Linked DNA regions of Mus musculus: all the other regions are linked to region 4. A link is a contact called in public HiChIP or PLAC-seq and promoter capture Hi-C data. All regions are on one chromosome and are shown on one strand. Each heading gives the region's core, a stretch centred on a gene start, on an enhancer-like site or on the middle of the called end of the contact. The rest is flanking DNA. Distances are from core to core; before and after follow the strand shown.

Region 1 (3,103 bases), core at 11-2,510, 1.1 Mb before region 4:
CCATACTGCACACTGTTTGGAGACCAAATAAGATCCTTTCAGGCTATTTCATAACTGCCTAAACCTTCTTGTGCTTAAAATAGCTGGTTATTTGCTTCCTAAGTAAGACACACCCTGACTCACAGAAGGGTTCCTGGGCGACTGGGAGACATGCCTGTGCAGAAGGCAAACACACCACGAGTGGAATGGAAATTCTTCAGCACCATTAGTGTTTCGAGTGTCTTGAAATCCATCAGCTGCGAGAGGAAAAGGAAAACACCAGCAGAGCTCTGCCAAGCTAACACATGACCAAGATCCAGGCAGCAGCCACAGCAGAGGCCGATTTCCTCGCTCTCGCTAAGACAGTTGGATTTAGTGCAGCTTCAAACGCTTTTTTTTTTTTTTTAATGAATCTAAATCTTCCCCTTGAGCCTTTCCTCAATGGGATTAAGAAGGAGCTCAGAGAAGCAGGCATGACAAATTAAACGAACCTGTTAGAATTTCAGCACCCAGGGCTCTCTTTGCTGTAGCGACAGCCTTGTGTTTCAGGTTCCTCCCTCTCCCACGCAGGTGGGTACACAGAGCTCTATGGATTCACTGTGCCAGGCTCTCTGACCTCTTGCTGGTTTCCCTTGTGAAGTGTGGCCTGGCTTTGTTTGGCCCTGGGCTGAGAAGCACAAGCAATCCCTTGATGTACCAGAAGACACTGTCCTCTTTCTAATACAGTGATTCTTGCCTCTGACCATATCCCCTTTCCCAGCAGACAGGCTGCTTTGCCATCTGTAGGCCTCCATGGTCCATTAGTCTAATTGTTCCCAGCCTCACTCGGGTATGCGTAGGACGGACAGATCCTTAGCATTTCCCCTGCAGGCTTGTGTCCCCTACCCCACTGTCTTGGGCCTGCACTCACTTCTCTGCTGGGACAAATCCTGAATAGGCTATGGCATCCATTGTGGATGTGGATCTTCCTGGAGACTCCTCAGTGAGAACATCAGAGCATGACTTTCAGCTTTCAGGTTTCCTGTGGGCACATGAAGCCAACATCTACACTGATGCTTCTAGCTTGAGACCGGATATGTGCCTACCCTCTGGCTTCCCCACTCACAGCGTGGAAGAGAAATTGTCCCTTCCTCTCATCTGGGAAGCCTCATTGACATCACAATGTCATCATCCTTTGCTGCCTTGTAAAGCCCACATCCAAGGAATGAAGCCCCGTGTAACAATATCCCTTCTATGACACCAACAATTGTGAAAGGGTTGAGAAGCACTCAGCCCTAAATGAAACGCCTATATCAACCCTCCTCTACAAGGCTCCTGGGACCATCCTAGAAGAGAGGAGAAGAAGGATGCACGTGATAGGGGAAGGAATGCTGTGAGATGCTGTCTCCTGGCTGTGGCACTCACGGACTCACAGCCGCCACACAAGATCAAACCAGCAAGACCAGCCAGCGTTCCAACCGACAGCGCTAATCGGACTCAGTGGGCTGCAGAAAAGAGACGGACATGGAGTGAGGAGGGAAATGTGTTGAGATTACATGAGGAGGAGGGAAAGGGGAAGTGGGTGGGTATGATCAAGACTGGGGAGGAAGGAACAGAGAATGTATATTCTATTAGGAAAGAAATGCATGGGCTGATACCAGCATCCCTTTTTCCCTTAGTAGAATATGTTTGCTATCCAAGCCCAGATGATTACGTCGCTTCTAGTCAATGTCTCAAAGCTTCTATAGACAACATGGACATGCCACTGTCTAGACAACCTCTTTCATTTTGACTGTTAGTATATAGTGTGGTAAAAGAAACATAGAAATACATCTCTGTTAAGAATGCAGACCTTGGGCTGGAGAGATGGCTCAATGGTTAAGAGCACCTGGCTGCTCTTCTGGAGAACCCAGGTTTGATTCCCAGCACCCACATGACAGCTCGCAACTGTCCGTAACTCCAGTTTTGGGGGATCTGATGCTCTTTTATGGCCTCTTTGGACACCGGGCATGTAAGTGGTGCCTACAGACAGACCTGTAAACAAAAACCCATAAACATAAAATAATTTAAAACTTTGCCTTAAATGCAAAACTTCAATTTTCACATATATTCTTGGGACTGGATGGCTAGGCAGAGTAAATTCGGAAAGCAAGCAAGCGACCTCGAAAAAGATAACAGAACTCTTTCTGAAAGGTGTGTGTGCGCACACATGCGTGCCCAGGAGCATATGTGTGTACCCACACATGAGCATGCTTACTTGCACATGAGTAGTCTGCACTTACAGGAGGAGTGTGTGTGTGTCCATGCGCATGTGCATATGTGTATGTGCGTGTGCATGCACATGTACAAGAGCAAGCATGCGCTTTGTGTTGCTAAAGATGGAACCTAGTGCTAGGCAAGTTATACGATTGAGCTTCACCCCAGCCTGTGGAAAGGTAATTCGGTTGTAGTTATGCCTAGTGAGGTACACATGGCTGATCCAACTGGGACTAGCCACAAGGCAGAAGGTAGGAGGATGGTGACACATGAGGAGGGCTTATGGAGGAGGGAAAAGACAGTCCAGCAGGAGATACATATTTGCTATCATGTGATACTTCTCAGAGGCAATGCTTAGGAGAAAGCTACAGTGAGTACTGTAGTTTGTTCTCAAGTGTTTGTGAGTTGGAAGCTTCTAGTATAGGAATGCTGAGAGGTGACCTAGTGTCTTCGGGGGATCGTCCTTCAGGAGGGACTAAGGAGGTTCTCCAGGGAGCCTAAGTAAGTTGTAAGAAAGTACTAGTTAGTTTCATTTCAACTTGACACTACTGGAGTCATCTCAGAGGGAGATTCCCCAGTTGAAAAACTACATGTGGGAGATTGGGCTGTGGACAAGCCTGTGGGGGCACTTTCTTAATTAGTAATTGATGTAGGAGGCCCCAGCCCACGGTGGGTGATATCACCTCTGGGCTAGTGGTCCTGGGTTCTATGAGAAAGGAGGTTGAGCAAACCATGAGAACAAGCCAGTGAGCAGCACGTCTCCATGGTCTCTGCATCAGCTCCAGCCTCCAGGATGCTACCCAGTTTAAGTCCCTGCCTTGACTTTTCTCAGTGGACTGATTAAGGATGTGTAAGCCAAATAAGCCTTTTTCCTTCCCAGATGCTCTTG
Region 2 (2,820 bases), core at 40-2,539, 1.1 Mb after region 4:
ACGATTCACGAATGGAGCTCTGAGAGCCTGGAAGACCCTTTCCTCGATTACAGGCAGAAGAACCATGGGCATGTGGGGGATATCCGTAGGTGAAGGAGTTCAGACAGCACATTTGAGAGTAACAAATATGTGAATATCTGGACAAATCTTTTTCCCATTGGTTTTTGAAATTCTGATATCCTCAACTCTCTCCCCGGTAGCTTTTGAATATACCCAGGGAGTATATTCTTCAGCAGGGAGGGGTGGGGCTTCTTTTAATGAAGAGTAGAAACTGCCAGAAACAAATCACCTCATTTCTTCGCAGCCTTTGTTTCTTTTCTGCCACTCCCCCCACTGACACTTTTTCTAAAGTCCTCTCCACTGCCTGATCCACTGCTTTGGACTCTTAGCATGGTTTCAAAGTTCCCTCCAAAACTTACCCTGAAATTTGCTACTGTTAACAGTATGCATGCAACATTCCTAAGGGGGTCCTTTAAGAGGTGATGAGGACACTAGAGTTCCGCCCTCCAGGAACAAATTGTTACCACAAGAGTAGGTTCCCGATAAAAAATGATAGACAGTTTCCGGCGCTTTTACCCTGCCACTTAGCTGACACTGCATGTTATTCTACTTTCCAAAGCCTCCAGAGCGAGATAAACTTCTTCATAGTTTACTGTTGTATGTAGCATTGTTATAGCAGCAGAAGAGACTAAGACAACTAACTTTCCCTACCTTCTCCCCTGTGAAAGCTGACCTCTCCCCATCCGAGAACCTGTGTCATCACTGTAACTTAAGACTTCTGAAGTCTGATCAACTTGCATGTTTTAGTTCCCCACCTTAGCCACCAAAGTCTGTCCTAAGGGCACCACACTAATATTCACAGAGTGGACAGACTGGATTTCAAGGTGTCAAACAACAGTAACATTGAGCTTGGAGCCTGGAATGTTGGAGTGTTTTTTCCAGCGTGTATACCTGTTTTCAGCGTGATACATGTTTTCAGCCCGCAATTGTGTGCAAAGGCAGCAGTATGCAACAGGTGCCTAGACACAGGAGTAGAATCAGTGTAGTCACCTAGCTAACGGATCCTTACTGGACTGTCACCCATCACCCAAGGGCTCAGGCCTCTCAGGTGGAACTGGTTCTTCCGTTCTCAATTGGCCTCAGTTTCCGAGTCAGGGCGATGGTGGGGTGGGAAGTGAAGGGGAAGAGCCAAGCTGAGCCTGGCCAATGGCAGCTCTTGAACTTACACCTCCAGACGTCAGCGCGGCCGTGGAAACGGATGTCACCCAGCTGGCTCGGAAGCGTCTCCATCCGCTTCGGGAGAGGGGCGTGAGCCCGGAGGCGTCCAGGCCACCTCCGTGTGCAGCCGGAGGGAGTGCGCGGCCCCGTCAGCGCGCAGCCCCGAGGTCCCCGCTTCTCCCCCGGCGGCGCTCCCGCCCCTGGGTGAGACCCGCGCGCCCCCGCGGGCGGCTCCGCCCCCTCCCGGAGCGGGCGGCGCGCTCCCGCGGCGACGGGCCGTGTCGCGGGCTCGCGCGCCGCCGGCCCAGCCGCAGTTAAAATGGTCCGAGTCGGGCCCGCGCTGCCCCCGCCGCGGCGCTGACTGACTGAACCGGCTGGCCTGGCCGGCAGACTCGCTTCCCTCCCTCGCGTCCCCACAGCTCGCGCCCGTCCTCCTCCCGGCTCCCCGGGGGGCAAAGCATGTAGCCCGCGTCGGGCACCCGGGCGGCCCGCAGCTGACGCCCACCCCCGCCGTCGCGTGTGCCGGGTGCGCGGCGCGGGCGACCCAGCCAGCGGCCTGCCCCGCCGCCGGAGCCCGCCCCTCGGGCCTCCCTCTCCCGCCCCGTCCCGGTCGCCCTCCTCGGGGCCTTCTATATGGGCCACCTTCTCTCGAAGGAGCCGCGTAACCGCCCGAGCCAGAAGAGGCCTCGCTGCTGCAGCTGGTGTCGCCGCCGGCGCCCTCTCCTCAGACTGCCCCGCCGGGCTCTGGCCAAGGCGTCCCCGCAGCCCGCGGCGCCCCGGAGCCGGGACTGCTTCTTCCGCGGGCCCTGCATGCTCTGCTTCATCGTGCACAGCCCCGGCGCGCCCGCCTCCGCCGGCCTAGAGGAGGAGCCGCCGCTCTCGCCACCGCCGCCGCCGCCGCGGGACGGGGCCTACGCCGCCGTCTCCTCGCAGCACTTGGCGCGGCGCTACGCGGCCCTGGCCGCCGAGGACTGCGCCGCCGCCGCACGCCGCTTCCTGCTGTCCTCGGCCGCCGCCGCCGCCGCCGCTGCCTCGTCGCCCGCGTCCTGCTGCAAGGAGCTGGGGCTGGCCGCCGCCGCCGCCTGGGAGCAGCAGGGCCGGAGCCTCTTCCTGGCCGGCGTGGGGCCCGTGCGCTTCCTGGGACCGCTGGCCGCCGTGCAGCTCTTCCGGGCACCGCCGGCGCCGCCGCCGCAGGCCGAGCCCGCCACGGCCCTCGAGATGGTTTGCAAGCGGAAAGGGGCCGGGGTCCCCGCCTGCACCCCCTGCAAGCAGCCCCGTTGCGGCTGCGGGGGCTGCGGCGGGGGCGGCGGCGGCGGGGGAGGGCCCGCGGGAGGAGGTGCCTCGCCGCCGCGGCCGCCCGATGCCGGCTGCTGCCAGGCCCCGGAGCAGCCCCCGCCGCCGCTCTGCCCCGCGCCCGCCTCTCCCGCCTCAGAGTGTGCCCCCATCGTGGCCGCCGCCGGGGACACAGTCCGAGCCGGGGGCACCGCCCCCTCGTCTGCCCAGCAGCAGCCCGAGAGCGGCGACGCGGACTGTCAGGAGCCCCCCGAAAACCCCTGCGACTGTCACAGGGAGCCGCCCCCCGAGATCCCAGACATCAACCAA
Region 3 (2,764 bases), core at 80-2,579, 1.3 Mb before region 4:
ATAGATTACTCCTGGATTGGCTCACGTAAACGCGGCACTTAAAGGCTCTGCAGAAACTATGGCTCAGAAGGAAGTCAGTCTTCACTCTTGCTTTTCCCTCTCCCTTGCTGTGTCCCCCACTTCTCTGCTTTCAGCCTTATTCACTTCCACGGTGAACGAGTCACGTGATGTTACACGTAAATTACTCAGTTAAAAAAAAAAAAAAAAGCCTCTTTCCCCACCTCATTATCCCATATGTCAATTCCAGGGAAGGCTCCATAAAGCCCCGCTCAGGCAGTGCTTATCCCTTGACCAAATCAGAACTGCCAGCGGGAAGGAGTAATTTAACTGGCGTACTCACAGGCCATCTTCTCATGGAGGCTGTTTTATTGCTACAGGGGTTGTGGAAAGGTCCCTCTAGGACCTCAGTGTTCCACTGGGAGTGACTCTTTTGCACAAGGGGATGGACTTGTCATATTTGAGCAAAGATGGCTTGGGAGTGTAGCACACGATGGATCAGTGAAGAAGCAGACACTAGAAATCTCATCTCTCTTCTGACTGCCAATGTCATAAACCCAGAATAATTCCATGGAGTGCTGTTTATTACAGTATGCACCAGCCAACACGTTTTCCGTCCTTCGTGGGGGACTTCTGGAGGATACGCAGCTGTTTCTATTTGTAAGCTGAACGTGATGCTGTGCGGCTTTAACTCGGGTATGGATTGCTAACTGCGGAGGCAAGTGGGTGGGAGCCAGCAGTTTCCCGCAAGTCAACACACTTCAGGGGTCCTGCGGATTGCCCAGCCCTGGCCCCAGAAGCCTCCTTTCTCCAAACCCCCAGGCAAGAATTCTCCAAAGGAAGATCTCCGCCCAAAGAAGGCCAGCAAGGTGCTCCGCCCAGAGGCGGGGTGGGTCAGCAGCCCAGGCTGGTTTAACTGGTTGGAACCACTTAAAGTACGCAGACGCTGGGGGGAAAAGTGTCACTCTCAGTAGCTGCGGACACCAGGCCAGAGCTTGGGGAGGAACGCGCTTTCTTTCCAGCAGAGCTCCGCAGGGCTCCCACACTGTTTTCACTTGGATTCGCTCCGGTAGGTGTGTGTGTTCCACTCGCTCCCCAGAACACTGCGCAGGCGCCTGCAGAGCCTTAGCGTTTGGCGCATCCTCTCGCGGGTTCCCTGTTCCCCCTTAACGAGTTCCAGCTCGGGAGGCGCGGTGCTTTCTGGGCGTTGTGGTTTATGTCGGAGACAAGGGCCCTACAGCAGCGGGGCGTTGGGTTAACTAGAACTACAACTCCCGGCGTGCCCCACGCGAGGACGCGGGGCGTTTGCCCTAGCCGGCCCTAGCCGTCACGGCCAAGGAGCCGAGGACCCGGGAAGCCGGCTGCGGCGGGAGGAGGGCGTGCGCGTGCGCGCTGGGCCGGCTCGTCCTGTTCTGTCCCAATCATTGTAAACAGGCGAAGGCTGGGCGGGGTGGGAATGGGGCTCCCGCGGCCGGCCCGGGGTGCAGCGCAGGAGGCGGCGGTTGTGGCGGAAGCGTGAGTGCGAGGAGGCGGCGGCGGCTGCAGCGGAGCGGACGGTCGCTCGGCGGCAGGCACTGGTCAGTGGCGGGGAGCGGACGCTCGCGGGGGTCGCAACGCTGCGGCGGTGTCCGTGGGAGCCGTCGGGCGCCCGGCCTCGCGCCCGCGCCTGTCACGCAGCGTGCCGGGCTTGGGATCCCGGGCTCGGAATGGGAGTTGGGGGTGGGGGGCGTGGCCGCCCCGCCTTACGTTGTCCGTGAAAGCTTCACCCCGGAGCTTGCTCCTTTGGGGTGGGTCACGCCGCCTGCCCGACAGGCCTCCTTGGGAGCACCCGGGTGTGTCCTGTGTTGCTCTGGGACCCAGAGGCTAGTTGGGAGTCCAGCTGCTTCCTCGGACCCTTCCAGGCCTCGGGGCATCCCTGCGGGCCACACCTGGCCGGAGCTGCGGCCGGGGACTGGCCTGACGCAAGCCTTCCGGTTTATGGGTCGCATCTGCCTCGCGCATCTGGCTCGCCCACCTGTCTCCGTGTTTGCCGGGTAGAGTCGGGGGAACAGCTCCTGTTGTCGCCCGTGGCAGGCGTTGGGCAAGGGGACGACCCTGTTTGCAGTGGTACTTGTTCCAGGGTTCAGAAGTGTTCTGTCTGATCTGGAGTTAGGAGCTCCATTCTCAACGGCGTTTTCAAGCGTTTTCGTACCAGAGTGTTCTCAGTCGAGGCCAGCTTTCTTTTTCCATCTTTTAAATATGTCGTTGTGAAACAGGTTTGACGAATTACTCCACTTTCCAGTCTCCTGAAGTAGGTAGGGCTGGTTCAAGTTTGGAGATTATTACAAGGATTCTTCCAGAGAGAGCAGCGTGCGTACCCTAAGGTTTTTAGAGATCACAGCTGTTTTCATTAGAGGTCTGTGCTTGTGACAGAAGTGCTATAGTGTGGGCATTGAGCTGTTGCACTGCCCAGCTTTGGTGGTGTTGATGGAACGGGGGTGGGCTAACACTGGTGCTTTGGGGTAGCATTACCTATACTTGGCCGTTATTAACAAAGTACTCAGTGATAAGTTATAAGCCTACTTTTGGTTTAGTGTTCAGACAGCACTTTAAGGAAAGGTCCCATCACTTTCTGTAGTAGGAATTATCTCGATGATTTCAAGGTCCTGGATGTCTTCTTCAAAATGAAGAACTCCTGTTAGTGGTGTTAGCATTTTCAGAGGTCTGCAGTCAGTAGAGTGCTTCTTGTTTTTCAGTGTGTCCCATAGACCCAAGAGAGATAGGTTAG
Region 4 (2,963 bases), core at 76-2,575:
TACTGTCTCAAGGTGAATTATGGTACTTTACAGGTCACGGGACCCTGGCCCGTGCGTCGGCTCCTTTGATTCCCGTGATCCCACTGGGATGGACACAGCTTGATGACGATGACATACGTTCTAATTCATAAAACCACCAAGGCTACAGGAGGCTGTGAGCTTCTGAGATCACACAGAAACCGTGTGGCTGAACTAGAAGCCAGGGAGGGCTCTGAAAGTTGCCAGTGTTTTCTCCCTAGCTACTGAAATGTATTGTCAGATGTCCATGAACCTGGGCAGGAGATGAAAGAGGCAGAAAGCGAACTACCAGCTAGGAGTAAAACCATGAGAGGATGGGTAGGTAGCCAAGGAGGCAACCTATCACAGGAACTTGTTGGCAGGCAGGATGGAGCCATGGGGAGTCTGCCTAGGCTCAGAGTTTTAAGCAAAGGCCAGAATAAACGTGCATCCTGTCTCAAATTCATTCATCTGCTCAACAAATGGATCCCAAACACATGTCAAGCAAGGAGGTATTCAAGAACCAGTAACGCAGACAGCTATCAGCATGGTGGGAGCCATCGCCTCCGAGTCGAGCCTAGATCTTACACTCCAGGGATGGAGGACAGCTAGTTTGTGTAGCATTTGTTATATATATAATTATCACTTAGGGCTGATGGCAAGTCACCAAGTCATGCCAAATGACTCATAAAATTCCCAAAAAACTTACATTTACAATACCACTGAAACCATCCACTTCTTACTATGTATGTGACTTATGTATCCGTTGAGTAGGTAGGCAGTTCTAAAGGGGGTTGAGAACTGTTTCCAGGTGAAGGGAGTGGTGTCAAAGTTGGGAAAGTGTAGTGATTTTAGTTTTAATGTAGACAGTTTTGAGTTTTAATGCAGTAGGAGGTCAGAAGAACCCAAAGCATACCTAGAAATGCCTACAGGTAGTGCTAAAAGGAATATATCCCAGGCCATTTATCCTTACCTAAACAAAGAAACAAAACTAATCCAATAACCAAGAAAACAAAAACAAAAGCCTCCCACCATCACCAATAACAGACCAAATCCACAACAATAGTATTTATAGAAAAAAAAAAAAAAAAAGAGGCAAACTAGAGGATTCATGAACTACCTACAGCTTTAGCCAATCAACCAGTTGACATTTTAGCTTAACTAGTTAATTGCTTAAAGCTGATAATGATTGTCCAAAGGGTTTCCTACCACCAATCAAATTCAGTTCCTCTGATTATTCTGCATTGGTTGGTCCAGAACCTTCTGGGTTCTTGTTTTCCAGGAGAAAGGGTAGAGTATTACTCAGCACCTGCTAAGAGTCTAGATCCTTGCTCTTCCTGACTCAGGAGACAGACGACTTCAGTAAGTCCGACTTCCCTCCCGCTGTTCTGCTCCTCCAGGCTCACTTCATCCAGCCAGGTGGAACTTGATGACACATGATCCCACACAAGAATACACCGAACTGAGTCTTACTGAGGATCCGTGCTGGCGTGGACTGGAGCTGAGGTCAGGAGGTGAGAAGCTCACTGAGAAGAGGAGGCAGACAGGTGCCTCCAAGGCAGTTGGGGGAACACCAAACCTCTTCTATCCAGCTTGATTGTTCTGCCTGGGGCTGGCAAAATCTGCACATTCTAAGCTATCAACAGATATAGAGGGCTAATGAGAAGAGATGCGGGTCAAAGAAAGTAAGGTAAGATAAATGGGAAGGATTTCCTGCCTCCTGTCTTCTCTAAGAACCATGCAAAAGGCATTTGACAGCAAATAAGAGTGTACAGCTGTTATGGCTTCCCATGGAGATTAAAGGCCAGTCTTGGCAATACTCTGCCGTACTTAGCAGCATGTGTGAAATCACTCATGGAATGCTTTTCACTCTGTGCATTTTATCATTTTTTTAAAAATCCATGGTATGAGACTGAATTCTTTGTCCTTGCGGTGAAGTGAACCACCAGACTGATTTTCAATGATAGTACAATTTCTGCCTACCTAAGGAAGGAAGGGAAAAAAAAAGTTACAAGTGGTGTTTGGTTCTACTTGGGAATTTCTGAAGGCCTTCTAGGGTGGGGTTTACTCATGGTGGTTGATAACCAGGAAATGCTCCATGCTCATGGGAAATTGGTCACATGTCTTGGCGATGACAATATAGTTAGTTGGGGAGGGGGTGTTAACTCAGACTGTGTAAATAAAACTGACTGAAATCTTTGGGATTGGGTAAATATGTCAAAGAGACAAAGTCAAACAAAAAGGTCTCAGAAACAAGCACCCATTGCCAAGAAAGATCCTCGTCCTTGCGGCACCGAAGCGTGGTGATCAATGACAATGCAGAGCTATGATGACGCGCTGAGAGGATGCTAGTGGGGCCTGAAATCCTTGCCAGCCTTGAGCTTCAGCATCCTCCCGTGGCCAGGCCCATACACACCGCAGCTGTCAATCATCACCATCATCTATTTGGTGTGTCTGACTGTTTGATTCCACAATCTGAATTCTTGATGAAACAATAGATTCTAGCACATTTCCAGCAACCCATGATGATTCCCAAAACACATTTCTGATCATAATTTTTTTTTTAATATAAACATCTTTCAATTTATAGCTACTTGGGCCTATTTCATTTCTTTTTTCTCTCCGGGTCACTAGAACTATGATATATATATATGTGTGTGTGTGTGTGTATGTGTGTATGTGTGTGTGTATATATATATATATATGTATGTATGTATATGTGTGTGTGTGTATGTATTTGTTAAAACACCATCACCAACTTTTATCCCAAATTTCAACACTCAGGGAACCTAAATTCCTAATTAGAGTGAAAAACCCCAACATCAAAAAATTAGAAGTCCACAAAAAAAACCCACACTGCCTCTAGAACCTAGTTTGACTACTTCCTTGATCCCAACATATAAGGACACTTTGGAAAAAAATGAAAAGAGAAAATCAAGTGTCCCAAGTAACCATATGATTTTTCT

What was found. Promoter capture Hi-C pulls out the DNA fragments that hold promoters and counts their contacts. HiChIP or PLAC-seq counts read pairs in DNA pulled down with a chosen protein or histone mark.
Region 1: a promoter capture Hi-C map of embryonic stem cells shows a contact between it and region 4, with 3 times the contacts expected there. The contact joins the promoter of Txndc2 here to the promoter of AU016765 in region 4. A contact is called at or near these places in 2 of 39 promoter capture datasets (embryonic stem cells and hippocampal neurons), 1 of 115 datasets of contacts at active chromatin or transcription factors (embryonic stem cells) and 1 of 9 other capture datasets (embryonic stem cells).
Region 2: a contact with region 4 is called in an H3K27ac HiChIP or PLAC-seq map of embryonic stem cells, with 2.8 times the contacts expected there. The contact joins the promoter of Fbxl17 here to the promoter of AU016765 in region 4. A contact is called at or near these places in 2 of 39 promoter capture datasets (embryonic stem cells and hippocampal neurons) and 2 of 115 datasets of contacts at active chromatin or transcription factors (embryonic forebrain and embryonic stem cells).
Region 3: a contact with region 4 is called in a promoter capture Hi-C map of embryonic stem cells, with 2.7 times the contacts expected there. The contact joins the promoter of Ralbp1 here to the promoter of AU016765 in region 4.

What each region holds. Positions count from the first base shown.
Region 1 is chr17:65,640,361-65,643,463 of GRCm38.p6, reverse strand. It overlaps Txndc2 (thioredoxin domain containing 2 (spermatozoa)), which reads left to right and starts at 1,260. Exons shown (of 3, transcript NM_001146002.1): 1 at 1,260-1,487. The coding sequence starts at 1,483. Gm35477 (a long non-coding RNA gene) reads right to left here and starts at 1,154. Exons shown (of 5, transcript XR_003952220.1): 1 at 1,085-1,154; 2 at 471-1,000; 3 at 124-236; 4 at 1-12.
Region 2 is chr17:63,499,049-63,501,868 of GRCm38.p6, reverse strand. Fbxl17 (F-box and leucine-rich repeat protein 17) reads left to right here and starts at 1,289. Exons shown (of 9, transcript NM_015794.1): 1 at 1,289-2,820. The coding sequence starts at 1,852.
Region 3 is chr17:65,883,488-65,886,251 of GRCm38.p6, reverse strand. Ralbp1 (ralA binding protein 1) reads left to right here and starts at 1,329. Exons shown (of 10, transcript NM_001198949.1): 1 at 1,329-1,574.
Region 4 is chr17:64,553,952-64,556,914 of GRCm38.p6, reverse strand. It overlaps AU016765 (expressed sequence AU016765), which reads left to right and starts at 1,325. Exons shown (of 4, transcript NR_045899.1): 1 at 1,325-1,511.